Regions from separate parts of the Sus scrofa genome. Here regions 1 and 2 are each linked to region 3. The links are chromatin contacts, called in public HiChIP or PLAC-seq and promoter capture Hi-C maps. All regions are on one chromosome and are shown on one strand. The core of a region is the stretch at or near the end of the contact, and the rest is flanking DNA. Distances in the headings are between cores, read along the strand shown.

Evidence for each region. Promoter capture Hi-C pulls out the DNA fragments that hold promoters and counts their contacts. HiChIP or PLAC-seq counts read pairs in DNA pulled down with a chosen protein or histone mark.
Region 1: a contact with region 3 is called in a promoter capture Hi-C map of liver, with 4 times the contacts expected there. The contact joins the promoter of COPS6 here to the enhancer-like site in region 3. A contact is called at or near these places in 3 of 5 promoter capture datasets (fetal liver and liver), 18 of 47 Hi-C or Micro-C datasets (alveolar macrophages, blood, embryonic fibroblasts and 11 more) and 1 of 2 datasets of contacts at active chromatin or transcription factors (alveolar macrophages).
Region 2: a contact with region 3 is called in an H3K27ac HiChIP or PLAC-seq map of alveolar macrophages. The contact joins the promoter of ZNF3 here to the enhancer-like site in region 3. A contact is called at or near these places in 3 of 5 promoter capture datasets (fetal liver and liver), 24 of 47 Hi-C or Micro-C datasets (alveolar macrophages, blood, embryonic fibroblasts and 12 more) and 1 of 2 datasets of contacts at active chromatin or transcription factors (alveolar macrophages).

The regions. Positions count from the first base shown.
Region 1 is chr3:8,001,413-8,004,112 of Sscrofa11.1, reverse strand. It overlaps COPS6 (COP9 constitutive photomorphogenic homolog subunit 6 (Arabidopsis)), which reads right to left and starts at 1,411. Exons shown (of 10, transcript NM_001105299.1): 1 at 1,309-1,411; 2 at 971-1,096; 3 at 629-760; 4 at 1-12. The coding sequence starts at 1,372.
Region 2 is chr3:7,981,407-7,984,106 of Sscrofa11.1, reverse strand. It overlaps ZNF3 (zinc finger protein 3), which reads left to right and starts at 1,414. Exons shown (of 6, transcript XM_021086192.1): 1 at 1,414-1,551. It overlaps LOC110259870 (a long non-coding RNA gene), which reads right to left and starts at 1,266. Exons shown (of 4, transcript XR_002342273.1): 1 at 781-1,266.
Region 3 is chr3:7,886,424-7,889,123 of Sscrofa11.1, reverse strand. LOC110259869 (a long non-coding RNA gene) reads right to left here. Exons shown (of 3, transcript XR_002342271.1): 3 at 1-1,770. Among named protein-coding and RNA genes, the nearest start is that of AZGP1, 20 kb to the right of the region's middle. Within about 2 kb of position 1,288, at least 64 of the 83 cell types and tissues checked have an H3K27ac peak or open chromatin away from gene starts, as enhancers often do. A contact at or near this core is called in alveolar macrophages, epiblast stem cells, fetal liver and 7 more, where this site is marked.

The sequences.
Region 1 (2,700 bases), core at 162-2,661, 110 kb before region 3:
ACACCTGTTTAACTGAGGAGGAAAGGGCCAGAGCACAGAGTATTTTTTTTTTTTTTTTAAATATCGCTTCTTTAATTTGAAGCTCCTGGTGGATTTTAACCAGCTTCTCCCCATCCCATCCCGGCTCAGTTTAGAGTAAGTCATCTCTTCTATCTTCTCCTTACTTTGTGGGAAGTAACCAAATATGTTCTTTTTTTTTTTTTTTTTTGGTCTTTTTTCCATTTCTAGGGCCGCTCCCGCAGCACATGGAGGTTCCCAGGCTAGGGGTCCAATTGGAGCTGTGTCCGTCGGCCTACACCACAGCCACAGCAATGCAGGATCCGAGCTGCACCTGCGACCTACACCACTGTTCATGGCAACACTGGATCCTTAACCCATTGAACAAGGCCAGGGATCGAACCCGCAACCTCATGGTTCCTAGTCGGATTCGTTAACCACTGAGCCACGACGGGAACTCCCAAATATGTTCTTTTTTAAAGATCTCTACAGCTACCTTCTCGTCACTTGGCCTCCATTCTGCTCATCTCCTGTTTATTTTTTTCCCCCCAACCCTCTCCACCTTCCCTATTCTGATTTTCTTTCTTTTTTTAACTCCCACTCCTCTCCCCCACCTCTATTCCCCTCTCACACTGCTCCTCCTTGGTGTAATAATATTCCTTGTCAATGATAATCTTCTCTTCCACGGTGTGGGACAGCAGCTCAAAGGAGTTCATCACCTCGATATTTCGGCCCTCCTGCTTCCCGATCAGAGCCCCAATCACTGGAGGAGAGGACACAAGAGGTGAGGGTAAAGAATCCTGAAACTTAGTTAAATCAGTATAGCCTGAGGGTCTGAGGTCAAGTGAACCCAGTACTAGGGAAACGGGTGGTTTGCGGCGGAAGAATTGGCTTCAGCAAAGGAAAGGGAAGGACCACCGTTTGGGGGAGATGACCAGGAAAAGAAGGCCAGAGAATTACGCCGAACACTCACCCTGCATAGGCCGCCCCTCCTGGGAGCGCATGCGAATCCAATGGTCTGAGATGTTGAGAATGACGAGGGGGTGAAGGGCGACTGAAACACTGCCAGTCACTCCGGAGGCCATCACGCTGGGGACGACTAAGCAGTTGGAAGAGAGGGTGAGAGTCCGGGTCCCACGTTCCCCCCGGGAGATGGGAGGGGAAGCCAGCAGAGCCGGGCCATACATCCCTCCCGCAAGTTATCCCAGGGAACGCGCCGCTGACCCGCCCTCCCGACTTCCCCGGGAGTCCAGGAAGGCCTTGACGCGCCCCAAGGGCGTCTCCAGAAGCCGCTCCCTCCCGGTCGGTTACCTGCTGCATCCACCTCCATCCCGCTGCTCCCTCCGGTCCCGTTCGCCGCAGCCGCCGCCGCCATTTCCCCCGCGCCCGCCAGTGTCGGCCCCGCCCCCTCCCTGCCGGCTTCCGTAGGCAGCAGCGCATGCTCAGTGCGGCCGTGGCGCGCGCCTGCCCAGACCCGCGCAGGCAGCCCTGGGTCGGGGAGAGCCGGCAGGTCTTAGTAGCCCTCTCGCCTGCCTCTGACCTTGAACAACTTACTTAACCGCACCCTGATCGTCCTAAAGTATACTGGGATTAGACTGCCTACTTTGTAAGGCTGCTGCAGCATGAATGAAACTTCATGTTGTTGCCCTCAGAGTAAAAGCCACACTCCTAACCACCTGCAAGACCCTGTAAGATCAGACCCCTGCCCGCCAGCCAGCCCTGGCCTCTGCTTTTCTGCCCTTTGATCGCCGTGCTTCAGCCACATTGGCTCTCGTGTCTGTTCCTTGCACACGTCTCACTCATCCCCACCGAAGGGCGTTCTGTCGCCTTTATCACTGTAACACGTGATCAAAACTACCTGACATATGGGCACCTAAATGATTTCTTTTTCGGGCCGCATTCACAGCATGCAGGAGTACTCGCACCAGGGACGGAACTCACGCCACAGCTGTAATCAGAGCCACAAAAGTTCAAATCCCGCTGAGCCACAGGGGAACTCCATAAATGATTTTTGAGTGAATGAATGGTTTGCCAGTGGAGCCTGGTCCTGAGTGCCTTGGTCTACACATCCTTTCTTTCCTCCTTCCACCTCATTACCTACAGCACTGAGAACATCCCTGGCATTTTCTAACCCCTCCCAACTTCCCTCTACCCTCCGTCTCCGTTAGTCTTTCAAAACTCACTTCTGGGAGTTCCCGTTGTGGTCAGCAGGTTAAGAACCCAACTAGTATCAATGAGGATGTGGGTTCGATACCTGGACTTGCTCAGTGGGTTAAGGATACAACGTTGCCACAAGCTGCAACAGAGGTCACGGATTGGGCTCAGATCTGACATTGGCTGTGGCATAGGCCAGCAGCTGCAGCTCGGATTCGACCCCTTGCTTGGGAACTTCCATATGCCAAGGGTGCGGCCCTAAAAAGAAAAAACAAAAAACCACCTCCGGCAAACCTAGCCCACTCCAGCCCTCTCCCCACCCCTACACCCGAGCAAGTTGTGTACACTGCCTTTACCCTGTCTTGTCGCCCCTACAATTTGGCTGGTTCTTTAGGTGTGTCTGTAACACACCCAAGTGTTAGCTCCTAAAAAGCAGGTAGAGACCTGTACCTTTACCTGCGGAGCCTACTCTGCTGCCCAGAGATGTTTTCTGGTGATAATAGTGACTGGTGCGAATTAAGCTATCTCTCCATTTAAGAGCCTGCATAA
Region 2 (2,700 bases), core at 165-2,664, 95 kb before region 3:
TTAGAGCTGATTGCATTGATGGCCTGTTTTCTGAGGACTGTCATTAGGTGAACATTTACCAAACACACAAACCCACTCTGAGGAGCCTCACTCTGCTTCCACCCTTCCCTCCTCTCCTGCCACTGCCTCCTCCTTCATCTCTGTTCTTGTCCTGGAGGGACAAGTGGGATTATAAGGAATTGAGAAGAGAAAAAGGAAAAATGCCTTCCTGGGGGGGAGTGGAGTTTGCTGAGCGGCTTGGCCATTCCAAGCATTTGCTCAAATTCTCGCTGGGGTCCAGAAGGACTGGAAATGGGTCACACACCCACACCTCTTGGGCCACCCTCCAGTTTTGTTACCTGTTAATTGTTCTCTCATGCCTCAGGGCCTTTGCACTGGTTGCTGACTCTGCAGAGAACACTCCATCTTCCCGACTGGCCTGCATCGCTACTGGAAAGTCTTGTCACCTCCTGACAGGGCCCTGCTCTTTGTCACCTTTTCCCCAGCACATATTTCCTGTCCTTAGACTGAAGTCACTGGAGAGTAAGGCCTGTTGCACTGCAAAACTGAATGGATGCACTATAAATACTGGAAGCAGAAAAACTGCGATCAAATGCGAGGCAGGGCCATAAGGGGAATCAGATCACAAAACTTCCTTTTGTATATAATCTGAAGGATGTTTCTGACACTTCAAGGATTCCTCTTGTGAGGGCATAAAAGTGAGTGAACCAAGAAGCTTGCTTTTCATTTCCTCAAGCATCTCACCTATTTCATACTTTCTCCACATTGATGGGGCCTCACCTGTTTTCTTCGGATCCGGATGGATCTAGATGGATAACTTCCCCACATCTTTTCTGCTCCCAGCAGGTTTTGTCCTCACATGCATTCTCTGCTGCGCCAGAACGTTCTCTTCACATTTTGGTAATTTGGAGTTTAAGGATCTGGCATTGTCATTGCCGAGGCTTGGGTGCAGCGGACCCAGCAAAACATAGCAAAAAAAAAAAAAGATTTTGGTAATTTAAAGGAGGCATTTTACATGAAACAAACACAAAACCTGATTTGTTTGGAAACTTCAGATGAAGATACATTTTCTCCATTGAATCCTTCAAGCGTCCGTCTGTAGGCGACCTTAGGGCTTAAAACTCCACTTCGTGGAAGCGCAGCAGCGACCCTCTACCCCAGACACCGCGCCTTCTGCTCCCCCGCCTGCCGCGCTCGAGCATGCGCCGTGAGGACCAGGTGCGCGGCGCCCCGCCACGCCCGGCCAGCAGGGGGCGCTGCGGGCGGGGGCAGCAGGCGCGGAGCATGGCATCCGCGCTGGGGCCGGAGCCCAGTCAGCAAACCACAGAGAGACGCAGACCTCCCATTTTCCTAGAGAGAACAAGTGGACGTGGGGGACCCGGAGCGTTGTGTGTATGTGTGTGTGTAGCGGGGGGTGACTCGGACTGACCCGGAAGCGAAACGCAGGGAACTTCCGTTCTTTGTTCTGTCCCCGGTGTGTGGCTCTGTGACAGGGTCCAGCGGGGCCTGGTCGGTGTCCAGCCCCCCAAATCTCCCGTCCCTGCCCCCAGGGTGAGTCCGGCCGCCCCTGGGGCTCGCGGTGGGACGGAAGCAGAGGTCGCCGGGAAAGGGGTGGTGTCTGTGCCGCTGCGGCCCGCGGGGTCCCCAGGCCCGCCCGGAGCAGGGTGCGGGGAGGCGCCAGTCAGGACTCGCTTCCCCAGGGACCCCGCCCCCCAGCGCGCCCTGCATCGGGGAGGAAAGGAGCAGCTGTTGTGGTTCTGTGAGTTGCACAGCGCCCAGCTCGAGCCCTTAAAAAGTTCCAGTATGGCCGGAGAGGCGTCCCGCGCCTTCAGACAGCTCGTGACAGCGACCCTAACTTGGTAGTTCTCCGAGACGTTTTTATTTGATGTTAACAGTTCTCCGCGCCCGCGGCCGGAGGGAGGGTCTGTTTTTACTCCGGCTGGATCTGAAGATCAAAGAACGAGGAGTTCTACGAAGAGTGCGCAGTTAGAACTGCTCAGATTCCGGAATAATCTCCCAGGCGCACAGTCAGTCGAGTCTCTTTCGGGGAGTGGTACCACTGTGTCCCATTTTTCAGTTGTATTAGATCCCCTATTTGATTCGCTTTTCAAAGTGGGATCGAACACAGCCCGTTGTTTAAGTTCTGAAGGGTATGTGTAAACTCCAGGAGTGGATAAAGCACGATGATGAGCCTGCAATCTGTGGGATAATTATTGGCACTAAAGGTGCTTTTCTCGGAGAAGTGAAATTCGTGGGGTGCAGGCATCACTTGATTTCAAGTGTTTGGTGGAGAGTGGTATGGAAGGAGAAGATTCTATCACTAAAGCTTCGTAGGGCATGAGGCCTCTGAAGAGTTGAAGATCCAGGGGACAGATTTTTAGCTTGACATCTCAAGACCTCTCCAGTGGCGAACCTGTGCAGCAGTGGAACAGACTCCCCGCTGAAGTAGCCATGTGTGTCCAGCAAGTTAGCTGACAGAACGTTAGGAACTTCGGAAGATGTTTCTTGCACTGGGTGGGAGGTTGACCTAGAGAACCCTGACTTCTGTTTCAGCTCTAAAGCCACAACACAAATGCCAGTCGTGGTCTTTTTCTTTTTTTCTTTGACTGTACTCGCTGTATACAAAGGTTCCCAGGCCCGGGATCAAACCCCCTGCCACAGATGTAACCAGACCCACAGCAGTGACAACACCAGATCCTT
Region 3 (2,700 bases), core at 39-2,538:
ATTTGATATATGGAAATATTGTGAAACGGATCGCAATGAGTTTAGTTAACATCCATCAGCTCACACAGTTAATTTTTTTCTTGCGATGCCAACTTTTAAGATCCACTGTCTTAGCAACTTTCAAATACACAATGCGTTTGTATACAATACTCTAGTATTAACTAGTCACCATGCTGTACATTGCATCCCCAGAATTTATTATTATTATTTTTTAACTTTTTACATAATGATTTTTATTTTTCACTATAGCTACATTCCCAGAATTTGTCTAACTATGAGTTTGTACCTTTGAACCACTTTCACTATTTTTAGCAAAAGGGATCTAACAACCGCTTGAACAGGGATCTGTGGCCACACATTCTTTCATCTCCAGTGCGCAGCACAAAATAAACATTATCAGAATGGTGTTGAAATATTTACCACTCTCTCCCCAGCCCTCCCATCCCTTTCACCTTTGTGCTTTTGCACCAGCTCTATGGGGAATGTCCTGGGCTGGTAGGGCATTTCCACGGATCCAGTTCTCACCCTCCTTCCACTACCACCCATCTTGCAAAGTCTTATCCACTTGATCTCTGCCCCAGCAGCTTTTTAACCGGATCCTTCCTTCTCTATTTGCATCCTCTGTCTCGCGTATACCTCCCACCGTCTCTCTCACATTATATCGGCATCACACACGTATCCGTTCTCTTGCTAGAGCATTCAGGTCTGGGAAAACGCAAGAATCTAGTCTGATCTAATTCCCCCTATGCCCGGGCTAAAACTCAGCTGATTAAGTGTACGTGGGAGAATAAAGCACACGGGACGCCGGGGGATCCAGTTAGCGTTTTTTTGGTTCAACGACCTGGGCTTCCCAGAGGGTCGTTTCAAAAGTCAAGTCTGGGGGCGGCAGCAAGGAAGTGGGAGGGAGCGGGATCCGCCTGAACTTTGCAGCCAGGCTGACTCCTAGGAGGCCTGAACGAATGAGGGGTCAAACCTGGGACAATCCCGCTCCCCAACCTCAAGTCCTGCTAAGTCCCCCATCGAGAAGAGAGCAAGAGGAGGGCAAGACCAAAAATGCAGGGGTTGGAAGGGACACAGGGCGTTCGCAGCGGGCGCGGGGCCTCCTAGAGCCGCACAGGTTGAGAATGACGCTGCATAACCGGGGAACCCACGCACCCCCGGCGCCGCACCACCGGGAGTGGGGAGCGCAGGCTGCCCCCCTGGAGCCGCCGTCTTGGGTGGCACACAAAGGCCGGAAGTGCGCCCGCGTCAGCCGGGCAAGGCGCCCTCTCTAGCACCCCGGAGGGCCCCCTTCTCGGTGGCTCTCCAGGCTCGAAGGCGGTGGGCGGGGCCTGCGCCCCCCTCCCGGGGCAGCCAAATGAATGAAAGAAACAAAACAGAAATGCAACATAGCACGAAGGAGCGGAAGCGCGACCCGGCTTAAATGGATCCAGGCCTGTTTCAGCTAAGAGGTTGGAGCACAGTAGATTCTCATGCTAGCCTCGCCCCCCGACCCCCCACCCCTAAGATGAGGAAACTGAGGCCTGGAGAAAAGTTCTTTGAGGCTCAGGGTCTCTCAGTGACAGCGTGGGTCAGAACCCTGACGTGTAGCACTACAGGTCGGGGCACTTTCCGCTGGCCAGGGCTGCCTGCCTCTCATCAGAAATGAGCCCAGTTCAAATGAAAGCTTATGCTTTTAAAATGGCAGGAAACACGTAACTGTTTCAAAACTGACCGAGTAGAGTGCTGCCATGAAGCAGTGAAGACTGTCTCATCCCATCAGAATGGCTGCTGTAAAACAAACACACAAACAAATAAAAAAAACCCCTAAATAACTAGGGTTGGCAAGGCTGTGGAGAACCTGGAACCCCGGTGCCTGGCTTGTGGGAATGCAGAATGGTGTAGCCCCGGTGGAAAACAGTATACACTGTTTCAGAACATGTGAATCAGAAAATAAAGAGAGAAAGAAAACAAGCACATTAACAATAGCGATCAGAAACAATGAAACAGGAATAAACTTACAGGAGATGAAAGAGCTGTGCAGGGAAATCTATGACTTTGCAAAAACAAACGGAAGCAGTCACAGATAAATGGATCCATAACCTGTGTTCACGGATTGGAAGAATTAACATTCACATGTCTGGATTGCACAGAGCCGTCTATAGATTCAGTGCAATCTCTATCAAAATTCCAATGGCATTTTTCACAGAAATCGAAAACACAATCCTAAAATTCATATAGATCGGCAAAAGACCCAGAATAGCCAAAGCAATCCTGAGAAAGAACTAAACTGGGCTGGGGGCACCCTCCTTCCTGACTTGAAACTTTATTACAAAATATAATAACTGGAGTTCCTGCTTGTGCCCAGTGGGTTTAGGATCTGACTCTGTCTTTGCAGTGGTGTGGGTTTGATCCCCGGGCCAGTGCCCTGGCTTAAGGATCTGGCCTCAGCTAGGGTATAGGTCACAGCTGCAGCTCAGATTCAGTTCCTGGCCACCCCCTCAAGAAAAACCACAAAAAACAAAACCAAAATGTAATAATGGCACTAGCACACAAAAAAAGACACATGGAGAGTGGAACAGAATCAAGAGCCCAGAGATACACCCACAAACAGTCAACTGATCTTCAACGGGGGTGTCAGGAAGACTCAGGGGGGACAGGAGAATCTCCTCAATAAATGGTGCTGGGAAGACTGGATTTCCACCTGCAGGAGAATGAAAT